Regions from separate parts of the Mus musculus genome. Here region 1 is linked to region 2. A link is a contact called in public Hi-C data. All regions are on one chromosome and are shown on one strand. The core of a region is the stretch at or near the end of the contact, and the rest is flanking DNA. Distances in the headings are between cores, read along the strand shown.

The links. Hi-C and Micro-C count contacts between places; a contact is called where the count stands out from the background.
Region 1: a contact with region 2 is called in a Hi-C map of cortical neurons, with 5 times the contacts expected there. The contact joins two enhancer-like sites. A contact is called at or near these places in 2 of 484 Hi-C or Micro-C datasets (both in cortical neurons), 1 of 115 datasets of contacts at active chromatin or transcription factors (kidney) and 1 of 9 other capture datasets (adipose tissue).

The regions. Positions count from the first base shown.
Region 1 is chr3:133,750,582-133,757,075 of GRCm38.p6, reverse strand. No RefSeq gene overlaps it. Among named protein-coding and RNA genes, the nearest start is that of Gm6135, 38 kb to the left of the region's middle. Within about 2 kb of position 2,060, at least 108 of the 459 cell types and tissues checked have an H3K27ac peak or open chromatin away from gene starts, as enhancers often do. A contact at or near this core is called in cortical neurons, where this site is marked.
Region 2 is chr3:133,492,654-133,498,741 of GRCm38.p6, reverse strand. All of the region lies in intron 2 of Tet2 (tet methylcytosine dioxygenase 2), which reads left to right. Among named protein-coding and RNA genes, the nearest start is that of Tet2, 49 kb to the left of the region's middle. Within about 2 kb of position 1,626, at least 26 of the 459 cell types and tissues checked have an H3K27ac peak or open chromatin away from gene starts, as enhancers often do. A contact at or near this core is called in cortical neurons, where this site is marked.

The DNA of each region.
Region 1 (6,494 bases), core at 811-3,310, 260 kb before region 2:
TGCCTTACACCTGAAGCACAATTCTCCAGATTATATTGTGAGGAAAAAGCACAGTTAGGGTTTGTAATCAAACGGAAACAGGGACATTAGAAGGCAAAATCTCAGGGAGTGACCCTACAAAGTCAAAACAGACAGAGTGGAAACAGTGGAGGACATCGGAGCCTGACACTGAGGAAAGTTCGTGCGGGCTTCATCACGGCCCTCTGGCTCACTTCTGTAATGATTCTCCCCACTTTTCTATGGAAAATCTAGGAAGAACGTGAAATAAGAGCATCAAAGAGCTGACACAACAATATCAGCCCTACTTGTGCCTTCTTTAATGTATTTGTTTTAATATGTAAAACAAAGCAAAACAAAACAAAACAAAAAAACTGGGCTTTGTTCTCCCCCGCACCCCCTTGGTGTATATATAGAAAAAAATACTAAGAAAAATAATGTCGTTAGAACTAATTCTCACCTGATTTGGTATAATTTTCTAAAATATCAAGAAGTCAAGGAAACTTCCAGAAGCAAATAATGTGTGATGGTTGTTTTCTGTTAGCGCACTAGCAGCTGCCTAAAGAGTAAAGCCACTAGTTAAATCTTTTAACATGGGTGTTGGAGGCGGACAACACAGTGCCTGGGTCCCTGCTACGCTCACTCTTCACCATGGCTGTCTCTTCTTCGTGCTCGTAGTGTGCAAAAGCATGACGCGTATGTGACTCTCCATTTGGCCAGAGAAATAAACTGTTTCCAGAGTTTACTGCACTCTGTGGGCGTACCCTACTCTTCACTGATTGAAGAGAACCTGCATTCCCCATCCTTTAGGAGACACTCTCACTTCACCTTCTCCACAAACCTTTTCCTCAGTCCCTAAGTGCTTCACAAGTCTCTGTGCCCGATTGTGTATCCTTGGGGGATGCCTCATAGACATGAACAAGAAGTACTACACAGGCCACGTGCAGCCACAGTTTTGGCTTTTCTCGTGCTCTGTAGCAGGCAGCCCATGGACCAGATACACCAAATCCACTTCCCATCATTTCGATTGCATTGGCACATAGATGTGATGATTTGTTTACATGCTGTTTCTGGATACTTTCTGTCTAGCTCAGGCAGAGACCATGGCGCATGCAAAGCCTAAACTATGTTACCACCTGATCCTCTGTGGAGAAAACTGTCACCTCTGGATCCATGTGTGTTTCAGTTTCCTGATGATGATGCCCTTGCATTTGTTTCACATGGACAAGACAGTCAGGAAGTCACAGGACTCACAAGGGTAAGGAACGCTGGCAGAGAAAGTGACATTAAGGTGGTGGTGTTTCTGAGCTACTTATTGAATGAATCCAAAAATAACTAAGGAGTTTTGTAAAGCAAACTGCCCTAGTACATAAAATATGGATTCAGGGTCTACTTCCTGTTTTCTGGATACCCTGTGCCTCAGCTCCTTTCTCTATAAAATAAAAATGACAGGATTTAATGAAACATGCCAAGAATATTATTTGGCCCATAGTAACTCCTCAAGAAGTACTATCTATTAACAAAGTGGAGAAAGAGACTCCGTTTAACTATGTTGTTTTCATCTTCCTTTTTTTTTTTTTTTTTTTTTTTTGGTTTTGTTTTTTTTGTTTTTTTTTTTGGTTTTGTTTTGTTTTGTTTTGTTTTTATGGCATACTTTTGGACCTATTCTATAAAAAGGGATCAGTTTCTACCTTTTTCTGCCAACTCCAAACCATGCCTGGCATAAAAGATGATCAGAGGTAGGTGTCGCAGGCTATCCAAGGACAGAACTGCTGTCAGGGAGGTTGAAAACACCCTGGAGTCAGGGAGACATAAAAGTCATAAGCCAGTCAGTAGAACCCTGTTGAGCTCCCTCTTCCCCTGATGAAAGGCAAAGGAGCTCTGTGGAACTGTCAACTGAGGAAGTGGTGAGCAATGAGCAGATCCTGCAATTTGCACACTAATTCTCCCTCGTGCCACCTGGGGGCTTCCTGCTGGCAGAAGCACAGAAGATAGGAGAGTGGTGCGGGTCCAGCCAGCAGCCAGCCATGCCTCTATTCTTCCCTTGCTGAGCAATACCAGCAGCCCAGCTTGTCTCCATTCACTGTTCAGTGAGCAGTTGGCAGGCTTCCCCCAGAGCGTGGGCAGGCCTGAGCAGAAGGAAGACAATGAGAGGAATTTTAAAAGCCTTCCACCTTTTTGCACTTTCTTCGCAGTTTCTCTCAGGAGAAGTTGACTCAGCAGGTGCCCCTTTCTACCTTTTTCCTCAGCCTTGCCACTCCCCACTTGAAGGACCAGTCCACAGTGTGGTAATCAAGGTTCTCCCTGAAATACAGAGATGAGACCGGGGCTGTGTGGGGTCCAGCAACTGCTCTCACTACACTTATCATTATTCAAAAGCTTTTCCTGCCTCTTAAAGGTGAAACACACATCACTGAAGCATAAATGTGGCTCTGAGTAACAGTTTCACTCGCACATTCTCCGCTTCTAGAAGTAACCAGTAACCGGCTCCAAAGATGCACCAGGGAAAGTAGGAAAGGAGCCTCCTGTTAGCTGGCATCATTCCAGCCAGAGACCAAGTCTTCACTGGGACAAAAGCAGAACTATACGGACAGACAGCTTCCTCTCTGCTGCAAGCATACACTCCCCCCGCCCCGACCCCCACCTCCCCCGCACAGCCTCTGGACTGCCAAATGGGTGATGCTGCTGCTTGCACCCCTCCACACGCATTCCATAAGCTAAGGCTGATTTTAAGATCATTAGAAAAGGAAAGAATGTTGCACTCTTCTCAGTTTCTCTGGGGTCACAGTGTAATTGTGCAGCAGGAGAAACTGGGCCCCAGAGATGGCGTGACAGTCACTTCTCATTACCTCCCACTTGGTTCATTACGTCTGTAGACAGCAATTGCCAGCGTGTGGGTACTTCCATTATAGGGAAGGTTGTAATGTGCTCTAGACTCTGCACGGTTTCCAAATGGGGAGAAGGCTATTTATTCCAGGCACATACCTATCTTATTTCCACAGGAATGGAAAGTGACATAAGGGATAGATTAGTGGTAATCAATATGGGAGAATCAGGGAGCAGGAGTGCTTGCACCAGTGAAATATTTATGTGTGTGCATCCTTCTAACTCATAAGGCTTCATACAGAAGACAGAATTCTCACAAACCTGCCCAATTTGGCTTTAGCAAGTAGCTTTGTTCAGATACACTATATATTGGCTTCTTTGTATCATACTTTGGATTGCGTGTGTGTGTGTGTGTGTGTGTGTGTGCGCGCGCGCACACACACACACACACACACACACACACACACACACACACACGAGACACCAAGGAACCTTTCTCTTTGCAGTTTTGCACACCAGGAATTATGACACACAGGAATACTATTTCTTCTTTCTTCCTCAGGGATGTGGAAAGCTTAGTTACATTATTAGCTAAAGGGAAGTTAATAAGAGAGAAAACAGAATTGTCGGGAGCTAAAATAAGAATTAGCTATTATAGGCTTTTCCTTTAAAGATAAAGCAAAGAACGTCTTTGCCAAAAGAAAGAACCTGAAGAGCTGCCCATGGTAGAATGTTTGAGATGATGTCTACCGCGCCGCACTCCTGGAAACTCCAAATGACATCAGCCTTTTAATTACTGTCACCAAATCAATCTTACTTCGTGCTACTTTAATTAACTAACAGAGCACTTTCTTACAAACTTCTTGTGAAACCTTGGCACCAGCGTAAGAAAGTCCTGTTTGACTACACCTCACCTCTTCAGAAGGTTTCACAATATTCCTCACTCCTTAACTCTGGCATGCATTAAAGCCACCAGGGCATCTACTCCTTAGCAACCATCAGAAGCCAACTAGAGCTTAGCCATCAGATTTCTTGATAAGTACTTCTAGTGGAGGAAGCTCATGTGTCACACAGGGAAGCACACTAACCCACACATTGAGATGTCTGTCCGAATTCACCAGAGGCTGAAGCACACAGTTAACAAGTCAGCTTGACAGTTACAGCTATAGGCTTGACTCTGGACATTGGCCAAATTCATCATTAACTGTAAAGGGCTTCTTATTATGTAAACAACAGTTGGCCTATAAATTTACCACACCTGGTGGTCCCTTCATCCTCATGCCTACCTTTAAAGGCTCATCTCCTCTGCCCTTGGGTGCATCTGCTTATTTGATTCACTGGTTGCGCTTAATTCATTTACTCGTTCAATCATCATTTAAGAAGTATTTGTGATGTGTCTGATACTGGAGAAAATGCTAGAAGTATCAGTGAAGGAGAGCCAAGAGCAGCCTTCTCCTCACAGGCTTACAGGCTAGCAAGGTGGAAGGCAACAGCAAACCATCAGTGTAGTGAATAGTTAAATACTGGATCACAGTTTCAAGAGGATAAGTGCCTCGGAGGAAATAGTGCAGGCTAGGGGAGTTCAGAGTGTGGGTGGGCAGAGAACAGAAAGCAGATCTCAATTTTAAAGGGGTCAATGAGACTATGGCCTCATGGAAAGTGACAGCTGAATATTGTCTTGTAACAAGAAAAGGGGGTGGTCCCTTAGGAACACCGAACGTGAGTCCAGGCATATAAAGAAAGCCAGGGTAAGGAGCTACCCACTAGGGTGCCAAAAAGGAGGCAGAGGAGGCATGTGGGGGTTGGCAGGAACCAGAGGGAATGCCACCACATAGGCAGGAAGAGCCATTCTGTCAGGGCTTTGCTGTTGGAGCATTTTGAGGAGAGAAGTGATATTGCCTAGCAGTGTTTTACAGTGATCTGGATATCTTCTGAGTTTATTAATCATAGACTGGGTTATGGAGTGTATGTATATCAGATACTGGGCATGGCACCACATCTGTAAAGATGAATGGGACAGATTTCTTGCCCTTAGAATATTCAAAGTCCCTGGGCCTCTCTGGACTTACTCATCACAGGTCAATACGTGGACACCTCAAGATTATAGTACTTGACCACTGTGTGCTCAAACCTCTGCTCAGTGCTTGCTATGGCACCTTACCATCCGCATACGCTAGGTAACTAAAGAAGGAAGACCTGGAGACAGATCAGTCACGCCAAGGTGCCTGGCTCTTCCCTAAGCAGAATGTGTGGCCCCTGGCACGACAGCAGCCCTCTCTCTTCTTGGCTTCTCCATCTGTTTACACAATTTCCCACAGAAGTATGTTTTTAGGTCTGAGAAGATAGCCAGCCCTGGGAGCTGCAGGGTGTAATGGAAAACTGACAATTTAAATTTTCCCTCAAATTATCATACTCTAAAATAAATAGAGTTGAGTGGATTCTCCACATATTCAATCTGGCAGCCTTGCCTCAGTTGAAGACAAGTCTACAAGTTGGCAGACCAGAAGCGAGGAGAAAAACTATCTTAGTTCCTGGAGATAAAACCTGCTAGTTATCAACAACTGCGATTCTGAGAGAGAAGGTCTTCTGGGGAAAAGCCATTCACAACAACAGTCTCGGTTTACAGCCTGAACGACTTTGCCTCCTGCTCAGTTCTTTCTGTTAAGGAAGTATGTAAAAAGTTACATCTAACTTCAGCCTCAAATAGAATTCCAAATAATCAGGTGTGGCTTGCTAGCTCCACCCGTCAGTCAGCTATAGATGCTGAAGAGGTTAGACCTCTACTTGGAAGAAACAGAAAATAAAATGAAAGCTTTCGAGAAACCCTGTTTGATAGAGCAGAGTTGCCGTCAGAGGCATGCTGACTTCAGCATGCATCCACAGCCATTTCAAAGAGTGATCCCACTTGTGTCAAATGCTTGTGATGTAATACTGCCGAAACGGGGGGGGGGGGGGGAGGAGTAGATTAATTCAGGGATTTGGCAGGCAAATGGGGAAAGAGAAATGCAATATAATGTTAGTTCAGCCTAGGGTCTATAGTGGAGCTAGGCTACTCCAGATGTTTTTCTTTTGTCTTCATTAATGATTCCTCTAAATACCATGTCTTAGTATCAGCCAAGGCAGCAAAATTTACAACATACTAATTAATAGCAAGATGCCTAGCTAAGCAATTCTGTGTCTGGCTATGTAAATATATTTTTAGAGTTTTCTCTTTCTTCCTTCTTTCCTTTCTTTCTTCCTTCCTTTCTTTCTTTCTTTCTTTCTTTCTTTCTTTCTTTCTTTCTTTTACTTTTCTTCTGCCAGATCTTTTACAAGTGAACAAGGGGAGTATTCATAGCATATAAAATCTCATGTGGATGAAACATGATTAATTTTACTTAAGCAGTAATAAATAAGTTAAGGCTCTCATGCTTGCCCATGGTTATACTGTCTACATAAATCATTGGCTCAAGGCAAGTTGTACAAGGAGCAAAACCTGTCGTCCATGAACAAGAACTCCAGGACATAGGCGGATGAAGCCAGCCTCTTTGTACCATTATTGACTAACTTTCAGTTCATTTGTGTTTGGATTTCTCACAATGCTAGAGACCAAACTTAGGAGCTTCGCATGTAAAACAAAGGTTGTATATGCCACTGAGCTATACCCATATACCCCACTTGGTTCTTTAATT
Region 2 (6,088 bases), core at 377-2,876:
CCACAGGTCCTTTTTCAAGAGATGAAAGTACATTCCCAATGCTCCACTATAGAAAGTTCTTACAAGGAAGGAGATAGTAAAGTCAGCTTCCTGTAATCTTGGAGGTCAAGGCCGGAGGTCATCCTCTGCTGAACAGAGTTTAAGACCAGTCTGGGAATATAGGTAGCTGTTGATTCCCATATATTTTTCTTACTAAAAAAGTAGGACCATACAGACAAATCAACTAAGAAACTGAACTAGGGCTGGTGAGATGGCTCAGGCTAGACATGCTCAACAGAATTTGGTTCCCAACATTCATCATATCCAATAGCTTACAACACTGATACCCTCTGCTAGCCTCTGGGCACCTATGTTTACATAGATGCCTATTATCCCAGTGCTGAGGGAGTGGAGACAGGAAGATTCCTGGAGCTTGCTGGCCACTAACTCAAATACAATATAAGTGAGACCCTGCTTCAAGGGAAGGAGGTAGGAAGTAGTCAAATAGGAGCCCTGACATCCTAGATGGATGGATGGATGAATGGATAGAGGGATGGAGGGATGGATGATGGACAAATAAATACGTATCTTCTAAAAAGAGAGCAAGAAAACTAAATGGAGGGATTTGGTAGATTTAGAACATAAGAACACAAAAGTGGCATTTTGGTCACAAGAAGCTTGTTTTCAAGGGCACTCCAGTGCATAATCATGTCCACTGTCCTGTACACTTTGAGATGGGGACTTACTGGGTAATACAGTGTGTCCTTGAGCTTTGGATCTGAGGTAATGGAAATTTACCATTACAATGGGTCACTGCACATAATCTTGAAATAAATGTATGGTAGATATAAATAATGTTCCAGTTTGGTAATAAGAATAAAACATTGTTCTGGAGATTATTGATTGCTATGTATGGTTTCTAAGCTTTTCTCCATGCCAAGAGATCATTCCTAGCCAGCCAGGCAGTGGTCCTGCATGGTTTTAATCCCAGCACTGGCAAGGATGGATTTCTGAGTTCAAGGCCAGCCTGGTCTGCAAAGTAAGTTCCAAGGCAGCCAGGACTACACAGAGAAAGTCTGTCTCAAAATCAAAAATAAATGAGTTTACCAAAAAGAATAAAGCTTGTCACTGGAAATAACAGGGTGACAAACAATGACCCCCCCAAAAAAATTTGATTCTGGGACATGGACTTTAAAGTAGATACATTTCCTGCCCATAAGTAACTATAATTATTTGCCTCCATTATTCTGGATAAATTCACACACAAACATGATTCACTGACTCTCTCTCTCTCTCTCTCTGTGTGTGTGTGTGTGTGTGTGTGTGTGTGTGTGTGTGTGTGTGTGTATTATTAGTATATAGAGAAAGTATTTATAGTAAAAATTACTGCCTTATTGTACTTCTTGTGTAAGTGTATTTTTACATTTAGAGCTGGAAAATACATACCATTGTACAAGACCAGTAATCCAAAAAACAAAAACAAAAAGCCCTCCAAATTTTGAGCACCATCTGCAGTTTTCTATGGTGACTGATATGGGTATCATCTGAGTGATTCAGAGAAAGTCAAACGGTGCTGGGCTGCATTACAGCACTAAACGCACATTGGTGAAATGAGATGCTGATCCATTTGCACGCTAACGCGCTATTTTTAAGTCATGCATCATAGCGTCTTGAAAGAGGACTGTCATAATTATGATGGATTAGACTGCAGACTCAGCCCTCCGTGCAGTAATTGTTTCACAGATGCTGTTGATGTGACTTGAATTCATAATTATTGTCACAGGCAAGAGAAAGTACAAAATTAAACTCATAGGAGAACTGTGACTGCAGAAACCCTTCCTTGTTAAATGCCCACTATCAATCAAGAGATGTATTTTCAACGAAGATACTTTTTTTTCTTTGATTTTATTTTTTAACATATAAGAAATAAATTAATGAACCAAATACATTGACAAAAAAATACAAGAATCATATGATCATCTCAATGTAAGCAAAAAAGAAAAGAAAAGTAAAAACCTTTGCTAAGATTCAACATGCCTTCTTAATAAAAGCCGTAGAACCAAGTAGGTCTGTAGAAAACATATTCCAATATAATAAAGGTTATTATGACAAACCCATAGCCAATATCATCCTAAATGAATAAAACCATTAATAAGCCCCATTAAAATCAGCAGTGGGAGAGGACTGCCCACTCTCCATACTCCCATCATAATGTGATTGAAACATTAGTTGGAGCAATAAGGCAAGAGAAGGGATACAAATGGGAAAATATTAAGTCAAATTATTTTCTTTTTTTTTTTTTTTTTAAGATTTATCTTTTTTTTTTTTAAAGATTTATTTATTTATTATATGTAAGTACACTGTAGCTGTCTTCAGACACTCCAGAAGAGGGAGTCAGATCTCGTTACGGATGGTTGCGAGCCACCATGTGGTTGCTGGGATTTGAACTCCTGACCTTCGGAAGAGCAGTCTGGTGCTCTTACCCACTGAGCCATCTCACCAGCCCCTCAAATTATTTTCAATTGAAGATTATATTCTTATGTTCTTTTATTTCTAATTTGACTAGAAAAATTAGAAATTATCAATAATTTCAGCAAAGTGTTATGATACATAATTGGCTTACAAAATTTACCAGTCTTAATACATGAGTAAGAAGCATGCTGAGAAAGAGATCATGGACCTAAAATATTCTAAATATTTTATTTTCTCAAATAAAATAAAATATTTAGAATATACATAACAAAAGAGGTAAACTTCTACAATGAAAACTTTAAATGTGTGAAGAAAGGGATTAAGAAACATACAAGAATTTGAAGACCTCCCAAGTGTATACCTTGGTAGAATTAACATTGTGAAAAAAGACCTTCCTACCAAAACAATTTACTGATTCAATAAAATCACAATCAGCATCCTCATCTCATTCTTCACGTAAATAGAAAGAAAATCCTCAATTAGATATGAAACAACAAAAGACCCAGAGTAGCCAATTAGTCCTAGATAAGTGTTTGTTTCTATGCATTCTGCTCATTTTAAGTGCCAAGTGCATCTGTCTATGACCCCAACTCTTTTATACATCTGTTTCTATTGAGTCGACTTTGTTCCATATTAGAATGGCTACTCCAGCTTGTTTCTTGGGACGATTTGCTTGGAAAATTGTTTTCCAACCTTTTACTGAGGAAGTGTCTGTCTTTGCCACTGAGGTGTATTTCTTGTATGCAGCAATATGCTGGGTCCTGATTACATATCCAGTCTTTTAGTCTACGTCTTTTTATTGGGGAGTTAAGTCCATTGATGTTAAGAGATATTAAGGAAAAGTGATTGTCCATTGATATTAAGAGATAGTAAGGAAAAGTGATTGTTACTTCCTGTTATTTTTCTTAGAGGTGGAATTATGTTTGTGTGGCTATCTTTTGGGTTTTTTGAAAAATTACTTTCTTTTTCTAGGGTGTAGTTTCCCTCCTTGTGTTGTTGTTTTCCATCTATTATCCGTTGTGGAAAAATATTGTCTACATTTGGTTTTGACATGGAATATCTTGTTTTCTCCATCTATGGTAATTGAGAGTAGCCTGGGCTGGCATTTGTGTTCTCTTAGGGGGTCTGTATGACATCTGCCCAGGATCTTCTAGCTTTCTTAGTCTCTGGTGTGTAATTCTGGTGGGTCTGCCTTTATATTACTTGACCTTTTTCCCTTATTGCTTTTAATATTCTTTGTTTAGTGAATTTGTTGTTATGTGTCAGGAGGAATTTCTTTTTGGTCCAGTCTATTTGGAATTCTGTAGGCTTCTTGTATGTTGATGGGCATCTCTTTCTTTCTTTCTTTTTTTTTTTCCTTTTTTATTTTTTCTTTTTTGGTATTTGGTTTTCAAGATAAGATTTCTCTGTGTAGCCCTGGCTGTCCTGTAACTTACTCTGTAGACCAGGCTGGCCTCGAACTCAGAAATCCGCCTGCCTCTGCCTCCCGAGTGCTGGGATTAAAGGCGTGCACCACCACTGCCCGGCTGGGCATCTCTTTCTTTAGGGAAGTTTTCTTCTTCTTCTATAATGAATGCATTTACTGGCCCTTTAAAGTGGGAATCTTTGATCTTTTCTATACCTATTATCCTTAGGTTTTTGTTTTTTTTAATGCCTCATTTTTAATCTCTGATTGAAGACAAGAAGTACACAATATGAGTGATGCTTCTACTTTCTACTCCAGAAACAGACAACTTCTTAAAATGCTGCTGGGGTAGACCCATGTTTCTGAAAGAAATGAATCAACATTCTCCTTCCAAATCTACCCATCTACACTAATTAGAAAAAAGAAGAGGTGATTACAGGCCGTTGAAATTCCGATGAAGCCTGAATGACATTACAAATAAATTCTTTTTTTTTAAAAATTAATTAATTAATTAATTAATTTTTTAATTAGGTATTTTCCTCATTTACATTTCCAAAGCTATCCCAAAAGTCCCCCATACCCACCCACCCCCAATCCCTTACCCACCCACTCCCCCTTTTTGGCCCTGGCGTTCCCCTGTACTGGGGCATATAAAGTTTGCAAGTCCAAAGGGCCTCTCTTTCCAGTGATGGCTGACTAGGCCATCTTTTGATACATATGTAGCTAGAGACAAGAGCTCCGGGGTACTGGTTAGTTCATATTGTTGTTCCACATATAGGGTTGTAGTTCCCTTTAGCTCCTTGGGTAATTTCTCTAGCTCCTCCATTGGGGGCTGTGTGATCCATCCATTAGCTGACTGTGAGCATCCACTTCTGTGTTTGCTAGGCCCCGGCATAGTCTCACAAGAGACAGCTATATCTGGGTCCTTACAGCAAAATCTTGCTAGTGTATGCAATGGTGTCAGCGTTTGGAAGCTGATTATGGGATGGATCCCTGGATATGGCAATCACTAGATGTTCCATCCTTTTGTCACAGCTCCAAATTTTGTCTCTGTAACTCCTTCCATGGGTGTTTTGTTCCCATTTCTAGGAAGGGGCAAAGTGTCCACACTTTGGTCTTTCTTCTTCAGTTTCATGCGTTTAGCAAATTGTATCTTATATCTTGTGTATCCTAAGTTTCTGGGCTAATATCCACTTATCAGTGAGTACATATTGTGTGAGTTCCTTTGTGATTGGGTTACCTCACTCAGGATGATGCCCTCTAGGTCCGTCCATTTGCCTAGGAATTTCATAAATTCATTTTTTTAATAGCTGAGTAGTACTCCATTGTGTAAATGTACCACATTTTCTGTATCCATTCCTCTGTTGAGGGGCATCTGGGTTCTTTCCAGCTTCTGGCTATTATAAATAAGGCTGCTATGAACATAGTGGAGCATGTGTCCTTCTTACCAGTTGGGACATCTTCTGGGATATATGCCCAGGAGAGGTATTGCGGGATCCTCCGGTAGTACTATGCCCAATTTTCTGAGGAACCACCAGACAGCCAGTCATTGTGAGGAATATTAGGCTACTTGAATAAACAGGTAAATATTAAAATATGGACAGTGGGTTCTAAATTATGTCTGTGAGAGTGAATGTATATATTTTTTTAAATGTGCATTGGTGTTTGACCTACACATCTGTCTGGAACTTGACTTAGAAACAGTTCTGCAAAGAATTCTCACCTGAGGAATACCGAATGGCAGAGAAGCACTTGAAAAAATGTTCAACATCCTTAATCATCAGGGAAATGCAAATCAAAACAACCCTGAGATTCCACCTCACACCAGTCAGAATGGCTAAGATCAAAAATTCAGGTGACAGCAGATGCTGGCGTGGATGTGGAGAAAGAGGAACACTCCTCCATTGTTGGTGGGAGTGCAGGCTTGTACAACCACTCTGGAAATCAGTCTGGCGGTTCCTCAGAAAACTGGACATAGTACTACCGGAGGATCCAGCAATACCTCTCCTGGGCATATATCCAGAAGATGCCCCAACAGGTAAGAAGGACACATGCTCCACTATGTTCATAGCAGCCTTATTTATAATAGCCAGAAGCTGGAAAGAACCTAGATGCCCCTCAACAGAGGAATGGATACAGAAAATGTGGTACATCTACACAATGGAGTACTACTCAGCTATTAAAAAGAATGAATTTATGAAGTTCCTAGCCAAATGGATGGACCTGGAGGGC